Linked DNA regions of Xenopus laevis: region 1 is linked to region 2. Evidence: chromatin contacts called from public Hi-C data. All regions are on one chromosome and are shown on one strand. Each heading gives the region's core, a stretch centred on a gene start, on an enhancer-like site or on the middle of the called end of the contact. The rest is flanking DNA. Distances are from core to core; before and after follow the strand shown.

Region 1 (5,532 bases), core at 2,847-5,346, 44 kb before region 2:
TGTATCTGATTGTATTTAGAAATTTTCATTTTTGCGATAGTTCCCACTTAAATAAGAGGTTGATCCCAAGGGAATCAGCAATGGGGTGGGGGGGGGGGGGTGACCGAGAAAAAGTCTCCAGTCCTAGAGCTCCATCTAGTGGCCCAAAACCACTATTATTATAAGTAATAACCTAAATTCCATGCAGAAAGCAACTAGGTAACATGCATTTGCACAAGCAGAATGACACCTGCTTTTCTTCTCTCCCAGTTCCGCCATGCTCCTTGCCTGCATCTGTGCTTAGCTGAAACACCCACTAAACATTAATGATGGCTGTACAGAGAAATCTTTGTACTGTAGTACAGAGTGTGGGTAGGCCCCACTTGGGGAACAAAAAGCAGTGGCCCAGGGTAGGGGCAAGTCTGATGGCAGTTAAGGGGATGACTTCTTATTTACTGTCTTGGATATGTGAAGCTAAAGAGCAGTTGCTGTTACTGTCAAGTTTTTATAGAGAAACAGGCCCAACAAAATGTTGAACTACAAATGGGGGCTTGAGTCCAAAAGGTCTGATGACCTCTGAGATAAGGTGTCGCTCACTAGCACCCAGTGATATGTACAGTAAGTGAACTGACACAGAGTGACAGCTTGGTGGCATTGCTGAGCTGAAGCCAAGCTCCATCTGATTTAGTGATGTGTGGGTTGACCCAAAACCCAAGGTGGGCCGCAGGCTGACCACTGGAGGGTCAACAGTCTTGGAAAAGACACGTGCACATAAGTAGTGTACGGACCAAGAAGAAGAGGGTATGGGTTGGGTGCAGGTCTTAAGGTTGCAACATTGTGTTGGATTGGGTCAGGTGGGGGTTTAGGTTTTGTGGTGGAGTTTTTCCTGACCTGCACATCACTAATCTTTATATCAGTATTCATTATCCAAAAGTTGAGAGTGCAATGCTCTCTAGATTACTGCTGACTTGCAAAAAACCATCCCAAAGCGCAAATGACAATATTTTGCTGAAAAGGCACTATAAAGTTCTGGATGCAAGGCTATAACTCTTGAGATGAGTTCCAGAAAACAAATCTCTCCTTGCGCTTCTGCTAGTTCCTGTTCTTGTCCTGTGGGACTCAACTGGGAATGTACAGGAAGAAACCTGCAGTGTATAAATATTCATTCCCATAACTGCAGACTGTCCCTAAATCAAATGCTCAGTGCCATCTATTCTGATGTCTTCTGGGAAACCTTTTGTTCTTGATAATGTCCCCGTTCTTAAAATTGCCCAGCTGCAAAGCTTTTTTTTCGTAATGGGATACGGTCATGAGAAAACATGTTTTTTTCAAAACAAATCAGTTAATAGTGATGCTCCAGCAGACTTCTGCACTTAAATCCGTTTCTCAAAAGAGCAAGCAGATTTTTTTTTTTATATTTAATTTTGAAATCTGACATGGGGCTAGACATATTGTCAGTTTCCCAGCTACCCCAGTCATGTGACTTGTGCTCTGATAAACTTCAGTCACTCTTTACTGCTGTACTGCAAGTTGGAGTGATATCACCCCCTCCCTTTCCCCCCAGCAGCCTAAGACAGAACAATGGGAAGGTAATCAGATAGCAGTTCCCTAACACAAGATGACAGCTCCCTGGTAGATAGGTAGGTGACAGCACTCAATAGTAAAATCCAGGTCCCACTGCAACACATTCAGTTACATTGAGTAGGAGAAACAACAGCCTGCCAGAAAGCAGTTCCATCCTAAAGTGCTGGCTCTTTCTGAAAGCACATGAACAGGCAAAATGACCTGAGATGGCTGTGTACACACCAATATTATAAATTTAAAAAAATACACTTGCTGGTTCAGGGATAAAATTTTATATGGTACAGTGAATTATTTGCAGTGTAAACAGTGTAGTTTAGAAATAAAAATTAAACCATAAAAATTGTGTCAGAATCCCTTTGCAGGCTTGGAAGGCCCTGCTTTACTGCACATACCCCAATAATAAAGGTCCCTTAGCTCCACTTTAACGCCCAGTATCTGGGTTAGGGAATTTTCTTTTTCTTTCTATAATATGGTAAATACAGCCCTGTTCAGGCCCGGATTTGTGGTGAGGCCACAAAGGCCCGTGCCTAGGGTGGCAAAATTTTAGGGGCTGCATTTTCCAAAGGAGCACTGGGGACTCAAAGCTCCTTGAGAACATGCTTGCTTGCACGCACGGAGGAGGAGTTGCGTGCTAGGATCATGCGGCCGGGGGGGGGGTGCGTGAATCTGTGGAATCTGCCCCTGGCCCTGTGGGTGGGCAGCCAGCAGTTTGGCAGGGCTGAGAGGGAACTAAAGTTAAATTTTCCTTGCATGAAGGTAGTGATTTGCAATCTATATTTTATTGTGGCAATACAATAAAAGTGTCATTTCTAATGGTAAGCTACTGATAAATGCAGATTTATATTTATGCGCCTGGACACAAATAACATGAAACTGAGAAAAGATATGCTGAGAAAGATTTGGGGAATTTTGTGGATTACAGATGCTCTAGGAAGTGTCACTCGGTGGCTACTAAAGCAAATAAAACGCTGCACTGCCTCAAAAATAAAGAACGTGGGATGAAAACATAATTTTGCCTCATTATTAAGTTCAGATATAAATGTGCCGGAGCATGGGTGTCTGCAGAAAATGTTCTGGGGGGGGGCAAGGAGGCAAAGGAATCGCACAAATCACTTCAGAATCTACAATTTTCTATAATATGGCTTTTTAGCAAGGGAGGGAATACAGGGTTATGGAAGATAGAACATAGTACAAATTGATCCAACCCCTTCTTGAAGCTTATTGTATGCATGGCATACTACTCATGCACACACAGGCACAGACTCAGGCACACACACACAGTCACACAGACTCAGGCACACACACACAGTCACACACACATAGTCACACAGACAGACTCAGTCAGACACACACACAGATTCAGGGACACACTCAGGCACACAGACTCAGACACACACACAGACTCAGGGACACACACAGATACAGTCACACACACAAACGGAGACATACACACAGGCCCAGACTGGAAATCTGTGGGTTCTGGCAAATGCCAGAGGGGCTGCTATAAGGTGCCATAGAAAGTCGGTATCAAGTGGGCTGGTGGAGAGCTGATTGGGCCTCTGTGTACCTGAAATGCCAGGGCCTATTTAATTTCTCAGTCCGGACACATACTAAGGCACAAACACAGTCACACACACACACAGGGATACTCTAACACACACACAGAAATACAAATCACAGACACACGTTTGACAGAAGCCAGTAAAACAGCAGACCATTAAATCAAACAGACACTAACAGGGAGCTCCATAGCCTTATCTAGTCTGTAACATAAACAAATAGTGCCTTTCAGTCTGTCCCGCATGCCGAATACCCACACGAGTTGCAGCTACAAGAGGACTGCAGTGATAAAGGAATTGGGGAGGGACAAAGCTGTCTGAGTTTCCAGCTGTCTTGTCTTTCTCCTGCTGCTGCTGCTTCGCTCTCCTGTCCATTAAACTACTTGGCACTATCTTCATTTTAACTTACGACTAACTCGGTCTGCGTTTTGTAAATCATTGCATCCCGCCTGACATTCAGCACTGCCCCTCCCCCCCCCTTGCCCCTATTAGCGGACGCCCATGAGCTGGAGCCTGGACAACGTTCAGACAATGGTGTAACTACTGGGGTCCGCCAGAGACTGTTGTGTATAAACAAAGACAACCTGAAGGGGGGGCCATGACCCACAGTATCACCCTCAGCGACAGACACACACACCAAGAAAACTCTAAATGCCTGAATCTGCAATACACTGTTCATGTCTTTATTCTTTGCACTATAAATACCCACAGAAACCCAGATTGATTAGCCGCCACCCGCTCCCATGGGAATAGAACTCAGAGCATGTGGATTGGCATCTTGGGGCTAACACTTCTGTGACAGGGGAAGAGATGTATGAAAGTGGTTGCTAGGAGACGGTGGAATAATAGGCAGCGCGCCATCACATGAGTTGCAATACACATCAACCCCTCTAGGTGGTATCTGGCTATGTTGCTAGCTTGCTCGTCAGGCTGTTACTATGGAGACGCTTTGCCCTACTGTAAACGAGGTGTAGGCCCTGTCAGTGTAGAGCAGCGGCTCCTGCAGAATCCTATCATAGTTTAAGGGTAACTATACACATACAGCCCCCACAAACAAACGTTATAATACGTTCTGCCATTAGACTCCAGCTGTTGCTGAACTAGAACTCTCATTTAGGGAATAACTGCTGCAGAGCCTCTCTGGGAAGGTTGTAACACACCTCTGCCATTTACCTTTTTTTTTAAGGGCAGAAAAATCGTGAGTTGTATTTTCTCTTCAACAAAAATGATATTATAAGGTATTTTTTTGATCATTTTACTTCAGGACTGATGCAAGCCATGGAACCAGAAAATGCACAGGGAAAATCCCCTGCTGAAAATGAACAGGAAGTTGTACCTGATGTGGGTGAGTGATATTATTATTAAGTTCCATTTTCTTCTATTATGAAAAAGAAGTTTTTGGGTGGAGACTGTTCCCCTTTAACAGCACAATCATATTGGAAAAGTAGATTTAAAGCTCATGGCACACGTGCCATATTCACTGCTGTTGAAAGTCAGTCAAACGTGGGCTTGTTGCCTGTCATTGGGTTTAATGGTTGCCACCCTGATGCAAGCCACACAGACTTTGCCCTGATTGAGTGCAAATGGAAAACTAACCAACATACCTGTATCTGCTTTATTCTAAGCCTCGGCTATGAGTGCAAGCTCCGAAGCACTAGAATTCCTGTGCAGTGTTGGTAAGTCACTTCCCTTTCCTGTCTATAAAAAATAGTGTGTAGGGCCATGCTAAGGTGTTGTATCCACCCCAACAGGGCTGGAGGAGCTGAATCTCTGCCTGTTCACTGACTCTTTAGCGACTGTGTCCGTTTCTGGGGTAGAACTAGGCAACTTTGCAGTCAGTGTGCAGCCAGCGTACTATCAACTGGATGGACTGGAAGAAGAGAAGTGTTTCCTTGTACATGCAGCCAGCCAGGGCACCATCGATGGAGTACCGTGTGGCACCTCCATTATTGGTATGGATTTTTGTTAAGTCTACTTGGGATGAAATGGGGAGGGGGTACATATCCTCTAGCGCCTCCGGCAAGGGATTTCTTTAGGGCCTTACCTGTTGATAAGCAGAGAGGAGGTTGTAAGGGGGTTAATGATTTTTAGTGTTTTTACCCACTAAAAGTCATTACATTAAAGTGTGTGCTTCTGAGGCAGTGACTATAATAGACATTTTCCTTGTATTCTTTCAGGTCACATCTCATACAAACTTGAAACTCTGGAGCAGCACGTGCATGAGTATGTAAAGGTACCACAAGTATTATTCTATTGCCATGTGTCCCCTGCGGCTGCTCTCCTCCCTACCGGCTGTTGGAAATTTATCACAGTAACAATTTGTGGGAAAGTCTTGCAGCACATTTGTATAACTGCTCCTGAATGTAGTCAGGTCCAGACTGAGATTCAAAATAGGCCTTGGCATTTCAAG
Region 2 (5,804 bases), core at 28-2,527:
CAAAGAAATACTACTTTTGACATTCAGTAATTATTTCTATTACATTCACAGAGCATTTCCATTATTCTCAAATAGTCCTAAAACTCGTTTATAAATTTATAATAAAAATTTCCAACAAAATAACCTTTTTATAGCTACAATAAAGCATTCTGTTAATTCACAATAGTAGCCCCTTTTTAGCAAAATAAACAACAGGCACTGTTATTTACACAGTAGACCAGTGATGCCCAACCAGTTGCTAGTGAGCAGCATGTTGCTTGGATGTTGCTCCCAGTGGTTTAAAGCAGGTGCTTGTTTTTGAATTCCTGGCTTGGAGAGTTTCGGTTGCATAAAAACCAGGTGTACTGCCAAACAGAGCCTCCTGTAGGCTGCAAGTCCACATGGGGGCTGCCAAATGGCCAATCACAGCACTTATTTTGCACCACCCAAGAATATTATTCATGCTTATGTTGCTGCCAAACTCATTTTACATCTGAATGTTGCACATGGCTAGTGATCAGTCCCGTCTCGTCGAGAAATTTTCGAAAAGGCGAAAAAATTGTGAAACGCATTGAAGTCAAACAAGTGTCAAAATTATTTTGACAATTTGTATATGCGCGACTCTTTTGTACAAATGCATTAAAGTCAATGGGCGTCTGAATAATTTTGATGTGCGACAATTTTGATGAAATGAAATTTTTTCACCGGAAATTCACCGCGAATCCATGGGGTCCAAATTATATCTTTCTAATTCCATTTAATCTCCACAGCACCAAGAATCCACTCTGGGGCATATGCCATATGCAATCCCACGCAAAGGACATCTTTACATCAACTAAGGAGCATGCATGGTAAAGGCGTCTGTTACATCTTCATGTGAAGCAGCGCTCTGTTGCAGTCTGGTTGCCAGATGGTCCAATAAGTCAGTGTGTGGAACATGTCCCTTCTGTTTGTAAAATGGAACCAGGGCCTTGTGCAATGTGTGCAGATGGCCTGCATACCTTTTAGGGCCCATCCCAGTTCAACTTCACATCCACCTAGGATTGTCACCTTTTCTGGAAAAAAATACTGGCCTTCCTATATATTTATCTTTTTTCCCTATTAATAACATTGGGATCAAACATAATTTTTACTGGCCGGGCCGGTGGCAACCCTACATCCACCACATACAAGAACAACATAAATAACCCCAAAATCCACAACCTTTAAGGCAAACAAACTGGTCCAGCAGTGTTGGACTGGGACACCAGGGGCCCACCAAAAAATCTTTGACCAAGGGCCCACCAAAAAATCATCACCATGAGTACTATTTTTTTCTTCTCCTCATTCACCTTCTATTCTCCTAGTCTCTTTTCTTTAAATACTATGAAGTATTTATTCCATCTATTTAGCTTCTTTGTTCTCATAGAAATAGGGAATGACCATGAAATAGGCCCAATGTTTTCAAGCAGGAGGGCCCACCGGGAGTTTTCCTGGTATCCCGGTAGACCAGTCCGACACTGTTGGTCCAGACAAACCTCTGACCAGTGTTAAAAGTTGATGTTGGATCAAATGGTGTGAAGCAACTTCCATTGGATAATACCAAGACCTATAGCACAGAAGTCAGAACTAGCAAACAAAAGGGCACATATGTCCTCCTTCAGTGGCTTTTATCCTTAAACACCTTCTCTTTATAACCCCTTTACAATCCCTTTTACATTCTTCTTCCTGGCTTGCATCCTCTATAGATTATTCTTTTTTGGTTTGTATTAGCTAAAATGCAGGGTTTTACACTTAGCCATAAGGGATATAGAGAAAAGGGATAAATGTCATCATCTCTTTATATTCAGTATGCAACAATACAATTATTTAAATAACTTAAATAATATGCAGATACACCTCCTGATATAATTGATAAATAATAAGCTTGATAAACGTAGTTTATTGACTACACTGGGTTATAGTCTTTTTGTAACTTCAGTGTCAGTAATCAGACTTGTATAAATGCTGTATATTGGTCCATAAACTCAGGTAAGCAACAGCAGCCCAGAGCATGTGCTGTGAATCAGCAGGAAAAAAGATGACGAGCTACTGGGGCATTTTTGGTTTGGATTTTCAGTGTTAATTGGCTGTGGTTCCCTTGGTAAATTTTGGGCTAGTAAAGAAGATCAAATTAGAATATGTAATACCTTTCTGCAAAAGGGTTTATGAGCAAAAAAATGTGTGTTTTTCAGGGGACCAGAAAAAAAGGTGCAAAATCCAGGAAAATGTAAGATCAGGGAAATCAGTTGTGCATGATATATTGCTGAGACTACAAACAAACAGTATAAAATGAGGGAAAACTTAAAATCAGGGAATGTAAAATGGAGGTTTTACTGTATGCAATTAGAGCAACCATACAGAATAAAATTATCCATAATTTGAGATTGTCTTGAAAATATTTGTGCAAACTTTTATTTTACACTCCATGGACATGCAGTCGCTCCAGTAATTGTAGTTTTTGGTTAGAAAGCTCCATCTGGTGGTGAATACAGAAATGTATGAAGTTCCTTAATTTATGGGAATTGGAATTGATTTTATTTTGCAGCAGTGCTTAAAATGTTGCGTTAAACACCTCTAAAATAGAAGGGAAGGGGTAATATATTATTTATCATGGGCTACATTGATTATACTTGTTTAGACAACGCTAAAGGGTTAGTTTGCGACTGCAAGTGAAAAATAGACGCAAACAAACTAACATCCAAATACAATCTTACTGCATAGTTGCATTGAGCACCAATGCATATGCCATGCTGGCTGTTAATGAATTGTGTGCAAGTGTGCCTAATCATGGTGGGGAGACCTAGAGATACCGCCACCTTGGATGTGGAGATAATTCCAGGGTTTTCACAACAGATTGTGCCAGCTAGGGGCCAGCGAATCAAATGTTAATGCCATTGTTGATGCTGAAAGTGAGGCAATCACCAATCTGAAAATGCTAGTCAGGCTTGCAACTGAATCATGTGCAATAGCATTCATTTTTACCGCTTCAGCAACTGCAATGAAGCAACAGCAGAGAGTAGTCTGTAAGGTATACACTACCTGTCCAGTCAAAGGGACTATAAAGTACATAGGTGTTAGGATGGCACACCAGGCAATAATCTTAAGAAAAAGGTGGGTGCTCACTGCAAGGAGCTATCTAATAGCCTCCATACTCAATATAAATAATTTCAAAAAGCAGGGCACGCCTTAGAAAAAAGTCAAATTTATTCATAGCACTTACAAAAAGAACCCAATGCATTTTGACCCCTTCAACTAGAGGTCTTTGTCAGGGGCCAAAAAAAGTGCAGGCTAGGGACTATATAGAACTGCCCAAAGAAACACAGTACACAGGCTCAGCTTGTCACTTATAGTCGCAATGTGTTATTATGGGATGCACACTTGTGTGGTGCCTTTGTGGCTTTATTGAATGTGTTATGTGGTTAGCTAGTAAGATCAACTATTTCATTCTCTTTTATCTGCTGAAGAGCGTACTTTGCTTGAATTTATCTGAATGGTATATTTGTTATCAGTAACAGCCGGAGCTTTAGCTCATTGCTTAATGGAACAATAAATACTTAGTGTAACCATTAATCACAGAAAGACCATTAACTGAAACCTTCATTGGCTACAAATCTGGACATTCCTTGCCTTGTCACGCAGGCTGGATTTTCTGTTTCAAGGTACAATCTGTCATTTAGTTTGTTCCTTTTAAAGTGCTTTATGTGACCAATAGATTGAGCTCCATCTCTTTTTAGGCCAGAAACAGTAAAGTTCTGCATGGAAATGTTCTCGATAGTGATTAGTACCTCCCAACTGTACTGTTTTTTCGTTGTACAGTCCTGATTTTGACAGCTCAACGCACAGTCCCGGATTTTTACTGAAATGTTCTGACTTTCTCTTTGATCTCCTGCACTGAACAGCCAGTAAAAGATACAAAGTTTCTGAAATGTAATTAAGTAAGAGGTTTTTGGCAGATAGCCCAGAATATTCAGCAGGTGTACTTAGATACATTTGTAACAATGTAAGATAAGCAAAGAAACAATTGCAACAATTTAAGATAAGCAAGTGTCTTGGGGAAACTGTGTTCAAACTTTCCATAACCTGCCAGATTTTGTAAAATGGATGTGGTATTTAGAGGGTGTGGCCATCAAATGAAATTGCCATTCTTAGCTTGGCAGATGTTTTTATCCCTCTTTCTATTTTCCAAATGTTGGGAGGTATGGTTTTGTCAGTTCAGTAACTTTGTGCAGTAAGGGTTTATTATTTCAAACAAATGCAAATGAGTTCACATTAATAAAGGGTTTACTATTACTTTAAGAGTATGCTTCTTGTATTTTCCAGGGCTTCCTCAATCTCAAGTGGTCACGGTTCTACAGAGTCCTTTTCACCAGATCCTGTGCCATTATCCCAACTGTGTTTGTGGCTGCATTTAAGGATGTGGAACATCTGACAGGCTTGAATGACTTACTCAATGTCCTGCAGAGCATTTTGGTAGGAAGAATACAGCAATGTCCTAATGACCATTATGTGAAACTACCATAGGGTCTTGTCCTGATAATGGCATTTGTTTTCCAGCTTCCCTTTGCCTTGCTACCGGTACTCACCTTTACCAGCATGCGTCCACTGATGTGCGACTTTGTCAATGGCATGTGAGTTTCTATAATAGTAGACTTAAAACCTACTACCTGCTTTGTCTGTCTCTCCCTCAATATTCTAATTACCGAAAGACCTCATTCATCACACATAAAGTGCAAATTCTAATTCTCATACTGCCCAGCTACCAGAACTGTGGCATACAAAGCAAGTTATGCAAACAATTTTTTAGGCCATGCCCACTTTTTGACCACGTCCCTTCACCTCACCTGCTCACATAGATATCACTCTATATATTTCTCTACAGAAATATAATGTACACGTAGAAGTATAAATGCAGTGCCAGCATTACATTTAAAATATATATAAAGCTGTATAATTAAAGTTCTTTGCAAATTATACATGAAACCCAAATTCTGTTTTTATTAAAGGACCCATACCTGTTATAAATGTATTTAATAATCTGAGCTGTCAATCATATATTGCCTGCCCTGCCGCTATGCCTCAGGCATAGAGGTGGGGCAGTCAATTTCTTCCACTTTCCATTAACACTTCCTAGATGTCACTGCTCTCCTCACTTCCCCCCTTCCAGCTCACGGCCTATATAACTATGTAGCCTTTGTATGGGCAGGGGCAAAAGGTCTCCCCTTTCTGGCACATACACAAGATTTTGGGGTGATGCAAAACTTGCCTAAATAAAAGTGCCTGTCTGCTTTCTGTGATTGCAAATTTAAATCTAAATTAAATAATTTATAAACCAACATCACAAAAAAAGGATTTGGAATATTTATTAGGGCTCTTACTCACTGGCGTTCTGACATGCGCTCCCATGCGTTCCGTTTTTTGGCGTTCAGCCGCAGGGGAGCGCAGGAATAGACGCATGTCATTATTTCAAATGGGGCTGTACTCACTCAGGCGCGTGTAGGCGCCGAACGCAGGAAAAATGCAGCATGTTGCGTCTCAACCTGCGTTCGGCGCCTACACGCGCCTGAGTGAGTACAGCCCCATTTGAAATAATGACATGCATCTATTCCTGTGCTCCCCTGTGGCTGAACGCCAAAAAACGGAACGCAGGGGAGCGCAGGTCAGAACGCCAGTGAGTAAGAGCCCTTAGGGTGACAGGTCACCTTTAAAGCCACACAACACACAGCAGTAAATATGGGGAAGAACCTGAATACAACTGAACTGAAAAAAGTGTTTGGAAATGAACAACCCCTTTAATAAAAATGAAT

Evidence for each region. A called contact is a pair of places that touch in the nucleus more often than the background predicts.
Region 1: a contact with region 2 is called in a Hi-C map of the XL177 cell line, with 1.8 times the contacts expected there. The contact joins the promoter of catip.L here to the enhancer-like site in region 2. A contact is called at or near these places in 2 of 4 Hi-C or Micro-C datasets (the XL177 cell line and the XTC cell line).

What each region holds. Positions count from the first base shown.
Region 1 is chr9_10L:63,497,616-63,503,147 of Xenopus_laevis_v10.1, reverse strand. catip.L (ciliogenesis associated TTC17 interacting protein L homeolog) reads left to right here and starts at 4,096. Exons shown (of 11, transcript NM_001096840.1): 1 at 4,096-4,148; 2 at 4,387-4,467; 3 at 4,748-4,798; 4 at 4,874-5,074; 5 at 5,300-5,355. The coding sequence starts at 4,401.
Region 2 is chr9_10L:63,450,089-63,455,892 of Xenopus_laevis_v10.1, reverse strand. It overlaps slc11a1.L (solute carrier family 11 member 1 L homeolog), which reads left to right. Exons shown (of 15, transcript NM_001094539.1): 12 at 4,321-4,470; 13 at 4,555-4,628. Among protein-coding and RNA genes, the nearest start is that of LOC108701308, 13 kb to the left of the region's middle. Within about 2 kb of position 1,277, at least 1 of the 7 cell types and tissues checked has an H3K27ac peak or open chromatin away from gene starts, as enhancers often do.